Linked DNA regions of Mus musculus: all the other regions are linked to region 3. Evidence: chromatin contacts called from public promoter capture Hi-C data. All regions are on one chromosome and are shown on one strand. The core of a region is the stretch at or near the end of the contact, and the rest is flanking DNA. Distances in the headings are between cores, read along the strand shown. Region 1 holds the start of Ccdc93 (coiled-coil domain containing 93). Region 2 holds the start of Tsn (translin). Region 3 holds the start of Tmem177 (transmembrane protein 177).

What was found. Promoter capture Hi-C pulls out the DNA fragments that hold promoters and counts their contacts. Capture Hi-C pulls out chosen DNA fragments and counts their contacts.
Region 1: a promoter capture Hi-C map of pre-B cells shows a contact between it and region 3. The contact joins the promoter of Ccdc93 here to the promoter of Tmem177 in region 3. A contact is called at or near these places in 1 of 39 promoter capture datasets (pre-B cells), 2 of 484 Hi-C or Micro-C datasets (CD4 T cells and CD8 T cells), 1 of 115 datasets of contacts at active chromatin or transcription factors (large pre-B cells) and 2 of 9 other capture datasets (adipose tissue and liver).
Region 2: a contact with region 3 is called in a promoter capture Hi-C map of adipose tissue, with 2.9 times the contacts expected there. The contact joins the promoter of Tsn here to the promoter of Tmem177 in region 3. A contact is called at or near these places in 2 of 39 promoter capture datasets (hippocampal neurons and pre-B cells) and 2 of 9 other capture datasets (adipose tissue and liver).

The regions. Positions count from the first base shown.
Region 1 is chr1:121,427,736-121,432,474 of GRCm38.p6, reverse strand. Ccdc93 (coiled-coil domain containing 93) reads right to left here and starts at 1,408. Exons shown (of 24, transcript NM_001025156.2): 1 at 1,218-1,408. The coding sequence starts at 1,259. It overlaps Gm35243 (a long non-coding RNA gene), which reads left to right and starts at 1,407. Exons shown (of 2, transcript XR_387343.4): 1 at 1,407-1,528; 2 at 2,246-4,739.
Region 2 is chr1:118,309,000-118,313,815 of GRCm38.p6, reverse strand. It overlaps Tsn (translin), which reads left to right and starts at 2,470. Exons shown (of 6, transcript NM_011650.4): 1 at 2,470-2,815; 2 at 3,950-4,043. The coding sequence starts at 2,750.
Region 3 is chr1:119,911,244-119,915,451 of GRCm38.p6, reverse strand. It overlaps Tmem177 (transmembrane protein 177), which reads left to right and starts at 2,269. Exons shown (of 2, transcript NM_175106.4): 1 at 2,269-2,319. All of the region lies in intron 2 of Gm28209 (a long non-coding RNA gene), which reads right to left.

The sequences.
Region 1 (4,739 bases), core at 159-2,658, 1.5 Mb before region 3:
ATACAGAGAGAGACAGACAGAGAGAGAGAGACAGACAGACAGAGATTTTTACATGGCAAAGAAAATCTGAACTATTACAACCCAGACCCCATGAAACTTTACCTAACCCAGGGCCACACATACCCACCCTTCATCACCTGGACACAGAACACTTCGACTCTGTAATGAGTAGGATGAAGATGTAACAGAAGGATTTGTGAGGGGCACGGGGAAGCAAGATCGGCGCAGCTGAATAAGAACGGGCACTAGGCACAGTGTCAAATAGGCACACCACACCTCTGCCAAAGCCTGCCTTCCAGCCTTAGAAAGAGATCCAGGTGCCTTAGAGGTGTTCCCTAATTCTCTCTGGAAACTGGGACTCTTCTCTAAGCTCAGAGCTTTGAGTAAAGCAACTAGGAGGACAACTGGAAATCCCACAGCCAAGCTCTAACGGTAGCCCACCGTTAGAGAGTGGTTGCACTTTTCTTCCCAGCCTACGTGGTAGTCCTGTTCATAGGATCGAATGAGTACTGGCTGAGTACTCGACTAAACCATTTCTGAAAAGGTCCTCCCTCCTTAGAACACGCAGCATGTTCCTGTCCCGACACAGGCACCACAGGAGAGAGTGTCCTCAACTCTGTCATCACCCTGATGTGCGCAGAGCTTCCAAACTTCCTTCACCCTCCCCGGCCCGTGGGACGGGGGGAGGGGCAGGAGGCTACAAGCCGGGTAGGTAGCGTGCCTTCCTGACAAAAGGGAATGAAAGGCTGGCCACATGGGTCCCGCAGAAGGTGTGTGTCCCAAGGTCACCGCCCCCTGCACACCGGGAGCAGGACAGTCCCACCGCTCATCTCGTGACTGCTGAGACTCCTAAGCGCAGCAGCCTTGGCCCGGGGGAAGCCAGTCTCGCAATGTGAGGGGCCTCCAGACAACCCGAGATAGGAATTCCCGGGGACCTCGTGATGTGTGAGGTTGCATCTGGGCCGGGATCTGGATGTTTCCTCTGTCCCCAGAGGACCCAGGAACCCTTAAGTTTGCACCCAGCGACACGATGCACCCTGGCACGCCGGGGGACCAGTCAGCTGCCCCTCCAGGGTACCTAGGGCCCGCCTTGGGACAGACACACCTGAGCAACCATAGACAGTGTCCCCGCCACCCCAGGCTGGTCCCTGCCCGCCGCCCTGGGCTCGGCCCTCTCTCCCCAGCAACCCCAGGGTGTCAGGGACAGAGGTCCTCACCTCCGGGAGTCCCTGGCCCTCTGGCCCCTTGGGTAACCCCATGATCCAGATGCGCTGATGTGGAGCCGGAGAGAGCGGGCCCTACAACCGAACTGTGATCCGGGTGGGGTGCAAAGCGGAAACTTCCTTCACAGGAGCTGACACTACCACAGCAGGTCGGAGAACCGTGGCCCCGCGGAGCATGCGCACTAGTGCTGAAGCGAGGAACCACTGCGCCTGCGCAAGGACAGCCAGCACTGCTGGGCGGGGCTGGATCCCGAGTAACCGATCCTCCCCTCAGAGGAGGTGCTGAACTCAAGATTCCTCCTAAGGTACTTTTTCTTTCTTTTAAAAATGTTTCTCTTTCTTTTTCTTTTTTCTTTTCCTACTTTTTCCTTTCTTTCCTAAGTTTTCTTAAAATGCTTTCTTATTGTTCCTCTTTTTTTCTTTTTTTTTTGTTCCTTGAGACAGTGTCTTAGCCAGCCTGGCTTAGCACTTCCTAAGGATGACTTTGTTCCCCTATAGTTTATAGGAATGCGCCACCATGATCAGTTCCTTTTTTTTTTTTTTTTTTTTTTTTTCGTTTACAAAGTAGCACGTTTCCTTATGGCATTTTCATATATCCTTAGTTTTACTTGAACACCCACCCTCTTTTCTCTACCATCTCCTTGCCGGTCCCTTCCCTTCTTAAATCCTTCTACCTCTAGTATTTCTCCCTTCAACTGTTATATCACCAGAGTTCTTTTAACTATTCCCACTTTCTAGTTTCTTGGCCTTCACGGAGCTTCTTAAAAGCTATTTCCCTGTGTCGTGAGGATCTCTTGCCTTCTGGCTCCCTTTCCTTTCCCTGGGTATCAGATTCTGAGTTTGGTTCTTTCCAAGCCTGGCTTGGACAGCTCCCAGCTCCTGAGTCAGTCCCAGCTAAGACCCAGTTCCAGCCATGTTTAACACACTCTTGTGCCAGCTATTAACATGTGGACCTGGGGACAGAGAACTCAAAAAGAGATCATTACATTTGTTCCTTCCTAGTCTCTGCATTTTATTTCCAGGAAAATTTTGTTTTGGAAAATAATCCTCACCCATCTCATCCTGACACCCTGCATCTTTCTGGGGACATGTTTTGTAAAATGCAGAGTCCGGTGATCACATACGATTAGCTGCTGTACCACTTATGCAATGTGCCCCTTGTCTGTCCCAGAGGATGGCAGCTATACAAAAGGGTTGTCTTTTTCCTGCCAGCCCAGCACCTGCTGCAGAACAGCTTACCAGCCTATTTTCATTTTGTAAGAGATGGAGGCAGAAGTGACATGAAGTCTTCTGCTGTAGGAGAGATCTTTACTGAAGGACGGGTGGAAAACTGGAAAAACATATGCTTCTTGCCATTAAAGAGGTTTTGTGTTTGCTTCCTTTCTTCCTCTTAATATCTCTGATAACTTTTGATTGTTTTTTCTTAGATTTATTATTTTATTTTAGGTGTATGACTGTTGTGCCTGTATGTATGCCTACATACCATGTGCATGCCTCTGGCTCAAAGAAATTCGAGGGTATGAGGTTCCCCTGGTACCTGAATTACAGAAAATTATGAGCTATCTCATAGCCACTGGGAATCAAACCTAGGTCCTCTGTAAGAGCAGTAAGAGCTCTTAACTACCAAGCCATCTCTCCAGCTTCTATGATAGCAATTCTTGGGACCATGACTAGGGCAACTCTTTTTTTTTTGGGGGGTGGGTCTCTGTATAGCCCTGGCTGTCCCAGAACTCACTCTGTAGACCAGGCTGGCCTTGAACTCAGAAATCTGCCTGCCTCTGCCTCCAAGCTTTGGGATTAAAGGCGTGTGCCACCACGCCCGGCCTCTAGGGTAACTCTTATAAAGGAAAGCATTTCATTGGGGCTGGCTTACAGTTTCAGGGGTTTAGTCCACTATCATCATGGCAAGAAGCATGGAAGTATGCAGGCAGACTTGGTCCCAGAGGAGCCAAGAGTTCTACATCTTGATTTGTAGGCAGCAGAAGACTGTGTGCCACACTTCATGTAATTTGAGCATAGGAGACCTCAAAGCCTGCTTCTACCATGTCACACACATTTCCTCCACCAAGTCCACACCTATGGCAATAAGGCCACACCTAATCTTGCCACTCCTTATAGTCAAGCATTCAAAGAAATGAATCTATGAAGGCCATTCCTATTCAAACCACCACAGTCTGAAATGAACTACAATCCAGAAGTAGAGAACACACCTGGGAGAGATTTTTCTGCTTGGTCTGAAGTGGGTGAATCCAGTTCCGGTCCAGACCTTTGAGACAGGAAGACACAGCCTTTGACCTGGATCTTGAGGCAGGAAGACACACCTTTAGTATGGGCCACGCCTGTTGCTGGAAGTCTATATAAAGACATAGAAGAAAGGTTTCTGGTTTTTTTGCCTGACTGTTCTCTCACCATGCTAGCACATCCATTTCTTCACTGTCATTAGAACCTACTCTGGGACAACATGTAAACTGAAGACCAGCCGAGACATCCAGCCTTGTGGAACCGAGCAACTTCTGAATTCTTGAACTTTCTGTTCACAGCCAGCGGTTGTTGGATTAGCTAGACTGCAGCCTGTAAGTCATTCCAATAGATCCAATGACTCTCCACAGAGATTAGTTCTATAAGTTCTGTTACTCTAGGGAGCCCTGACTGGTACAGCTCCTATACCTGAAGTCTTCAAAAACTTAAATACGAAGTAAATGTTTGTCCGTGGAGAACTTTGTATTTTGTACTTTGGGGTTTATCCAAACAGAACAATGGCTTCTCTGGACGCAGAGCACACAAGTGGTAGGAAGAGTCTTAAGAACTTCCTGCCCTGACTAAAGGCTGAACCCAGGCTATAAAGTGATTGTTTTGCAAGCATTCAGATCTGAGGATGATCCTCAGAACCCAGTGGAAAATTCCAGGAGCGGTGGAGGTGTGCTTGTATTCCTCTGTTGGGGAGGCAGAGACAGGCCGACCCCTCGGCCTTTCTAACCAACCAGTCTGGGATGAGCAGTGAGCTCCAAGGTGAACCAAAGGAAGAGAAAGTTTCTTGAGCCCCCACATAACGGGAGAACAAAGTGAGGTGCTGAGAAGAGAGCTCTCCCCCTGGGTTAGAGCTCTTGCTCTCACACAGTAAAACTCATGTCTAAAGGGCCCATCCATAACTCTCCAACGACCTCATTTTTATAACCCTAAAACTTTCCATCGCTGACTTGATATATACTGAAAATTGTAGCCATGTGGGGTCAAACATGGACCGCTGCCTCAGGACAGGTGAATTTAAATACCCGGTTGTAGAGTAGCCCACGTCAAAGGTGTCGAGACCTCGGTTCCCCGTTATAAATGCCTTCACAATGTTTTAGATAAAAAACAAAATGTGTTATGTATCTCTGTGTGGATTCGAGTACATGAGTGTAGTTGTTTTTGGAGTCCAGAAGAAGGGATCAAAACCTTTGGAGCTAGAGTTACAAGTGTTTGTGATCTGACAACTACCAAGAGCCAGTTTTCTAGCCACCCTTTCCAATGTTTTAA
Region 2 (4,816 bases), core at 1,221-3,720, 1.6 Mb after region 3:
TATTATATGTAAGTACACTGTAGCTGTCTTCAGACACCCCAGAAGAGGGCGTCAGATCTTGTTACAGATGGTTGTTAGCCACCATGTGGTTGCTGGGATTTGAACTCCGGACCTTCGGAAGAGCAGTCGGGTGCTCTTACCCACTGAGCCATCTCACCAGCCCGAAACTGACTTCTATTGTCCTCTGATCTTCACATATGCCCATACAAACCAAACACACAGACAGTGAGTAAATAGGCGTAATTGAAAAGTTAAGAATAGAGTTAATTTTGAAATAAACTTGTCATTTTTACATTTTATTTGTCAATCAGAGGAGAATTTTTGAGAGTCCATTTGAGAGTGGATAGTACGATGCTCCTAACACCCACAAGCCACTCTTCCCAAATGTTGCTGCTGGAGCCACTGTCCTTGTGTCTACCACATCCTGAACTTGGGTTTTTGGAAACTTTCTCAAAAGGTACTTGAAGAAAATGGCAGCCATGGAAATTTGGTCAAATGATGACTTAAAGCAGACCCTGGTGGTCCATGCTTGTCATCCCAGCATTGGGGAAGTGGAGGCAGGAAGATCGGGAGGTTCATGGCTGTCCTTAGCTTCGTAATGAGTTAAACACTAGCCTAGTTAAGACCCTAATTAATAAAAAACAAGGAAGTGGCCACTCCAAGGTATGGTTGAGAAGGGTTTATTGTAGATATGAAGCTGACAACAAGAGGAGAGAGAGGTGGGAGAGTGAGAGAGGAACAGAAGAGGAGGTGCAAGGACTGGGAGATGAAGAGAGTGTGTAGCCACATTTTTTTTTTTTTTTATAGGGAGGAGAAAGTAGGGGAAGAGAAGCTGAAGCCCAGGCCCTGGGAGAGGTTTGGGGTAGGGGGCTGGTGAGAAGTGTTGGGAGGAGCCAAAGGTTCTGAGATGTGTTTCTTTGAGATCTAACATATTCTTTACCAAAACAAAACAGAAGAACACAAAAGAAGGGATTGGCTGTTGGAATAGAAAAGCTTTAAGATCAAAAGAATCCCTTCTCCCATGCTTAGCAAGGTATCTAAATTCTAAATTCCAGTGAAAGGTAAAGGGCACTTACAATATTCTTTCAAAAAAAAAAAAAAAGCCCACAAGCCTGGCAGTGGTGGCACATGCCTTTAATCCCAGCACTTGGGAGGCTGAGGCAGGCAGATTTCTGAGTTCGAGCTGAGGCAGGCAGATTTCTGAGTTCGAGGCCAGCCTGGTCTACAGAGTGAGTTCCAGTACAGCCAGGGCTACACAGAGAAACCCTTTCTCGACCCCCCCCCCCAAAGAATATTTCTTACTAAGTTATGAGGAAACTGGGTCCAGAACATGATCAAAAACAGTTCCTGTACAAGTGGGTGTCTTGGCTAGTTCCTGCTCCTTCAAAGAATGGTTCTTTTGTAGTTAAAATAGATTTTCTGGGCTGGGGGAGAGTATGAGACTGTCCATCAAAGATTACACATTTATTTACTTGGTGTGTGTGTGAGTGTAGTGTGTGTGTTTGAAGAGGACAACTTGTGGGAGTTGGTTCTTTCCTTCCATCAGACTGTCAGTCTTGGTGACAAACCTTTAACTGCTAAAGTTTGTCAATCTCTCCCTTTCGATGGTTAAGAGCCCTCACGCCACCACAGACGATACTCTTTCAAAGAAATAACAGGAAGTACTCCATCCAAGCTCATTCAGAAAGTGCACTCGGTGATCAGGTGGAGAAGCAGCTGGCAGGAGCTACAAGGTGAACTCTGGCCTCTTCAAGACTGCTCAAGACCAGAGAGATCTTCATGATACTCATTGGGAGGATAGGATAGCTGTGAGGCAGATCATGTACAAGGACTTCAAAGCCCTGAAGCACGTTCATAGCTGAAGTGTAGTCCCTGGTTGAAGGTTACAGTAACACGCTTTTCTTTTCTTTTCTTTTTTTTTTTTTTGGTAGATTTATTTATTTTATGCATATGAGTACATTGCATTTCAGACACACCAGAAGACGGCATTAGTTCCCATTATGGATGGTTGAGAGCCAACATGTGGTTGCTGGGAATTGAACTCAGGACCTCTGGAAGAGCAGTCGATGCTCTTAACCGCTGAGCCATCTCTCCAGACCCGAAGATAATATTTTTATTCATTAATATTTATTTAGATTATAGTCTTTTATTATTTTTCATTTATCGGATTACATTCTCTCGCCATTCTTCCCCATTCAGTTTATGCATGCTCTTTGTTGAGCAGACAGAAGTATAACTTCCCTCCCTTGCTTGAAGTACACAGATAACATGGATAAGCAAACCGCGCCACTCGCTGGCCCCGCCTTCTACGAGCCAAGTGTCCCTAAGGACCCCCCCCCCGCCCCCCCAACCGGCTGTTTTCCTAGATGCCTATCTGCGAATCCCCACCTCCTTAATTGGAGCTGCCTATCAGCCGGCCTACGGCCACGGGCCACTGAAGCCCCTACGTAGGGCTGTTTCCGGAGATGCCTACGTGCGGGCGGCAGGCGAGGCTCGGCCCTGCCGTCGGGATTCTGGGCAAGAGCGCGGCACGGGACTGTGCGCGCGGCGCTTCAGGCATTGCGGCGGGCAGCCCGGGCTCCGGTGCGCCGCGGGTGTGGGAAGACCCCGGCGCCAGCCTTGGCGCAAGGGCTAGTGGACGCGGCAGTGGCGACGGCGACGGGCGTTGCGAGCGAGTCCGCTACTTGTTTGTGGGTCGTACTTCTTCGGCGGTGCTCCGGTGCTGACTGATTGTAGGGCAGCCAGCGCCATGTCTGTGAGCGAGATCTTCGTGGAGCTGCAGGGCTTTTTGGCTGCCGAGCAGGACATCCGAGAGGCGAGCCCCCTTCCTCCCCATCTCCTTTTTTTCTTTTCCTAGCCAGGCTGGTCCAGTTGGCCTGGTCCTGCTCGGTCTCTCGTTTTCAGGCCCGATGGGTTTAGGTTAGGCCGCCTCTTGGTTCCGGATTCGACTTCTCAGCGTCATGTACCTCTTAGAATATCACCTTTCCTAGTTCAGTATTCCAGTCCCAGGCTCGGTTAACGCCCGTGGCTAACCAGCACATCTTTTCTATATTGGCTGCTGGTATTTTTTTTTTTTTAAATAGCACTTGCGGTCTTTCTTTAAGCAAAAAGCTCTTCTGTAGCTTCTCATCCCGCATAAAAAATTTAAAAAAAATCTAGATTCTCCGGTGGCTCACAAGGTCTCTTTCCCCGCTCTCCTTTTATTTACACTCGTTACTGTGTGTGTGTTTAAGTTAACTTTTTATTCGTCTAATGCTCCAGATATTGCTCTGTCTGAGGACCCTTGGTTGTATTATCTGCTTTTGCTGGAATTAGTTTATTTTCTGCTCTCTGGCTGTTTTCCTTTTGCGCGTGAGACAGGATCTTGATGTGTAGTAGCCTTGGGTGACCTCGAACTCGAACCTGTAGCCTTCAGCGTTTTCAGTGCTGAAATTAACACGTGCAAAATTTATAGTCCTTATTTTGACTGCTTTTCTGTTAGCTCCTAAAATCGTGAGAAATTGAGAAAAAAAAACCCATTTATCCGTCCTATTGCTAGAAGGAGTTGCTTGCGTCTCTGATGTTTGCATAATGCCCATAACTAAATGTGCTCAGAGAATGTGTGCAAAATGAATGAATGAAAATCAGTCACCACTTTGTATTTAAGTTTTTGTTCTATAGAGAACATTTACATTGTCAGTTATTCATTTATATAGTGTCTCAGTTGGGTTCTTGAGCAGGTGGCTATTTTTCTTTCACGGCTACTTGTAGAATTTGAGGCTTTTTTAGCAGCTCCTTGAGTTGTGACAAGAAGAAATTACTGGAAGAGTTTGGATTCACACCTGAAGAATCCCTTCTTGTGAAAGTCTGAGAGCTGTGACTGAATGTGAGGGTGTGGTAGCATGTTTGTAGGCGACTCTGCTGAAGATTACACTGACCTTATCTGGCTTTTGTTTTTAATTCTCTCTAGGAAATACGAAAAGTTGTACAGAGTTTAGAACAAACTGCTCGAGAGATTTTGACCCTACTTCAAGGGGTCCACCAGGGTACTGGATTTCAGGACAGTAAGTTTTTTTGCTTTGATGTTTGAAAAAATTTTTAAATTTTTTTGTCCAACATATCACTCTTAAGTCCATTAAAAGGACATACTGAGTACACTTTTGTCATTTATTGTGAGGAGTGTTTATTATGCTTTTATTTATTTATTATTGTGAGTGAAAATTGGAGAATAGGGGTTTGGTCATTTTGAGGATTTACGATATTCTTGATATTTTGGTTGCTTTTCCATGTGTGTATAGTGTGGTTTAAATAGGAATGTTGTTTTGCTATGTTAGTCTATTGGTGTGTGTGTGTGAGAGAGAGAACGGGAGTCTTGCTTTGTTGCCCAGGCTGTGTTGAGTTGTGTTCCTCTCACCTGAACCTCAGACTTCAGTGAGTTTCATTACAGTTGGCACATGTGAGTCTTTGTGTGTATTTTAATGAATGATTCTAATGATTGAATGCCTTTTTTTCTTTAAATTTTTTTTCTATTTTTACTTTCTTTTTTTGAATGCCTTTTAATATACATTTGTAGATAATAAAGTGCCAGGTATAAAATGTTTTAAAATTCATGTTTATAGTCAGCCCTTTGTTGAGATTCTAATATGTCAAGTTAGACATGAATCCCTTTGTACAATGCAGCCAGCATAGCTGAGAGCTGAAGTTATTTTCTGATACACAGCTTACAGGTTACCAAGGCAAGTCATTTATGCAATGATGTAAAATTTATCAATCTGAGAATAGTCAGTAAAGTTCTTTTTTTTTTTTGACCATGGGAGGTAGAAATAGTCTTGATTTT
Region 3 (4,208 bases), core at 1,020-3,519:
CATTGCCCCAGAGGCTACATGACTGAAGAAAACGTCTTTCTCTCTCCAGCATCCATTAACTTGCCCATAGGTTCTCTCAGAGGGGTGAGGCCTCCCAAGGACCTCCCTGCTCCATGACAGATATTGACCAGTCCAATGCATCTGGCCAGGAGTCACAGCTGCTGTTATGGCTCCGACTTTACCCCTTACTGTAGAGATGCAACAAAGAGCACAGTAGTCTTGATATCTGGACCACCAGCTAGTCAATGACCACCATAATCTTTACACCCTGTTTCTCGGACTTAACTGGCCATCCATTGTTCCACATACCTCATATTGATGGGCTGTTTGTTAGTCCCTTCCACAGCTAACATCATGCCTAACATGACCACAACAACAGTCTGGTCTAAGGAAGAGCTCTCTCCCTCCCCCGGGCCATAGCTAAGGGTGGTAAGAGCTTCACCGAGACCCAGGAGTTCAGTTCTTAATGCTGAAAAAGCAAAGCACTCAGCCTGGGGCATTGGTGTTTTCCTGGCTCTGGATTAAGACTCAGGTCAGAACTTTTGCATTGATCCTCTTGCTCTGGGGGCTTCAGGGTTTGACCAGTGCTAGGCCGTAAGCAATCCTGGCTGTTCAACTATCTGAGAGTAGAGCTTGGGTCTTTGGCCTTCTTAGTTGTATGGACTATTGAGATCTGCCTGTCTCTGCCTCCCAAGTGTTGGGGTTAAAGATCCGGGCCCCCATGGCCATGGAACCAATGCTTTTTATTAAACTTCTTCGCACATACTCTCACACTCCAGGTTCTCGTTCCCTGGAGAATCTGAGTAATACTGGGGGTAAGTGTGTTTTAAAGGACCAACTAAGCTGGGGAGGGGGTGGTGGCTGGTGGTGGCTGTGGTGTGGGCCTTTAATCCCAGCACCCAGGATGTAGAGGCAGGTGGACCTCTGAGTTTGAGGTCAGACTGGTCTACAGAATGAGTTCCAGGACAGCCACAGCTACATAGAGAAATCATATCTTAAAAACCAAACCAAACCAAACCAAAACATCAACTAAGTTCACCCAAAGTGTGGTTTGAGATGTCTCAGGAAATTTGATTTTCAAAACAAAAAAGGAAATTGTGAGATATAAATAAGGAAGATAATCTGTAAGGTGTGTGGATTAATTGAAAGTTGACTATAAACCAAGTAGAATAATATCTTTATACAGAAATTCCTGGATGTATTAAGGTAATATTTGTAAACAGACTTTATGCTTAAAGATATGAGATAGCTCTAACCTACTGAATAGTAATGAAAACACTAGCAATGGTGAGTATTATTTTAACACCCAAAGCCCCTGGGCACTGTTTTTTTAGAAAACTCCTCAGACTATTAATGAGATGGCTGAAGTGGTAAAGTGACTGCCACAAAAGCATGCAGACTTGAGCTCAGTCCTCAGCAGCCACATAAAAACAAACAAAACCAAAAACCTGGCTGTTAATGGTGTATGATTGTAATCCCAGCCCTGGGGAGACAGAAGCAGGCAGACCCCTGGGGCTCACTTGATCAGGCTGGCTACCTTAATTGCTGAACCCCAGATGCCAGTGAGATAACCCTATCTCCAAAAACGGGTCAGCTGTCTCCTGAGGAGCAACATCCAAGTTCACCTATAAATGAATGAGCGCACATTTGTGTATCCACGCATCTACCATTTGTTGGGTGTGCCTTCTAGTAAGTACTTATTACTTAACTCTAATATGGTCTACACCACACTTCTTTTCTTGTATTGTTTTGTTTTGTTTTTCGAGACAGGGTTTCTCTGTATAGCCCTGGCTGTCCTGGAACTCACTTTGTAGACCAGGCTGGCCTCAAACTCAGAAATCCGCCTGCCTCTGCCTCCGGAGTGCTGGAATTAAAGGCGTGTGCCACCACACCCGGCTTTAGACCACAATTCTTGCTGGTCTCACAAGGTCACTTGACCTTCGGAATGCAGCGGTCACTGGCAGCAATTCCAGACCTTTCTGTCCTCGCTTTTCTCATTAAGCTTAGCTCTCCTCCCAGCGTACTGCACAGATACCTATTCGGCGCTACAGAAATCCGGGCCAGCAGGTCTCTATCTTGGCTCCGAAGGGCGCCGCGACACGGCTGAATTGGATAACAAAGTCCTCAAACTGCTCCACCTCGCCCTGAATAAGACCTTAGAGAGCAGACCTCAGGACCAGAACAGAAGCGCTGCTCCAAGCCCCGCCCACAACGCCCGTTCCGCCCACAAAGGCCCCGCCCACAAAGGCCCCCAGACCGGCGTGCTTTGCGCCTGCTCAGTCCGGCGCGGGAGCGGCGTGTTCTAAGGTTGCTACCGAGGTAAGCTCTCCTCTTGGCTGTGAGTTCTCTTATGTCCAGCTTCCGGGTTCAGTCATGTTCCGGTTGTTGGAAGCAGCCCGGTATGTGTCAGGGCGGAATCACATTGAGAGCTCTTCTAAAGCCAGAGCCTACACCTGCTTCTAGGCCAACTGCGAGACTCAGAGGCCGACCCGGGAGAGGTTGTTTTTGTTTTTGTTTTTTGTTTTTTTTTTTGTTCCCTTCCAAGGACCCTGTCTTTTCTAGCCTCAGTTTCCTCTTGGAAAGAATGAGTTAAATGAGTGATACAGAACCCTACGTTTTGTTTACAGTAGTACATTGCTAATCAAACGCTTCGCGGAGATAGGAATAAAGTGAAATTTCATCCAAAGAGAAATAACAGTCATAGTGACATAATCACAGACGAAATAAGGTGCCCAGAATATTCAAAAGTGCGCCTGTGAGACTTTGTCTCAAAAAAAAAACCACCACCAATTAACTTTAAAAACAATATTAACTTTGCTAATGAGTGAGGTGGATGGTCTGTTTGGTCTGTTTGTGTATATATAATAGATAACATTTTTAAGGTGAACAGCTTGCTATGAATCTCTAACGGCCCGTGATCAAATACCGAACCTTTGCTATCAGTGGTTAGCCTGCCAAGAAAAGTGTCTCATGAGGAATGACCTGAACAACAGGAGTTTATTTTTTCTTAGTTCCAGAGCTGGAGGTCCAAGACTCAGGTGTGGCCAAGCTAGGCTCCCTGGGTATTTCAGCAAGGCTAACAAATGGCCATCTTACCCCTGGATCTTCATGTGGTATTTTTTCTGTATGTGTCCGGATCTGAGCTCGAAAGCAGTGAGATCTGAGTATTGCTATCCCACGAACCTTCCGTTTCTATTTCAATGATAGGCCGAAGCTCCAAATACAGCCACCTCGTAAGATAATGGAAATGTGGCTCAACCATGGGAGCTTGGTGGAAGTAGGGACACTAGGCAGCATGTGACACTGCCACTTGTGGTTTTGGCCAATAAACCTGTCCAGCTGCATCCCTTTTCACAGCTGGAAATAAACTGTTGTGGTATGGGCTCTGAAGTATGATTTTTTTTTTCTTAGACTGACTGAATCCAGTGAATTCTCTGTGTCCTCAGACTCTATATTTGGTGATACCACCAGCTACATATCAAAAAATGTTTTGGAAGGAAAATTTGTATCTGTACTGAACATGGCTTTATTTTCTGGCCTTTAATTCCTAAGCAATATAGCATCACAAATTACAAATGTAGTGTTTGCATTGTAATAGGTTCTGTAATAACAAATACTAAGCCTTTTTGTAAGAGATGAGCATGTGAGGATCTTGGAATGTTTGTATCTTGAATCTAATCCTCTAAGGATATGCACATATAGTATTTATGTATAAATGTGTGCGTTTAAATATTCCCTGTGTTTATTAGTGTTACATGTATTTCCTAGTACAGTTGGCTGTCTGTGTCCATGCATATTCAATCAGCCAAGAACTGAAAATATGCAAGCAAAACTGTGTCTGCTGAGCAGGCAGACATTTTAGTCGTAGTCTAGCTCTATATGTAGTCTTGTGTTGTAGTGGGTATTATAAGTAGTATGGAGATAACTTAAAGTATGTGAGAGGTGGGTATATATATATATATATTTTATGAGAGCTCATATGCAAATGCTATGCTATTTATATAAAGCAACTGATGGTCTTTGATTTTTGGTATCTGTGGGGATCCTGGAAGTAAACCCTTGTAGCCACTGAGGGACAGCTGTATACGCAGTGCTCTCAGAACTGTGTCTAGCATACAGTAGGTGATTAAACATGTGAATCCTAAGTCAGTTAGAGAGTCACTCTAGGATGAGTGGTGGTTGGAGAGAGGCTGTCGAATACTTAGTGC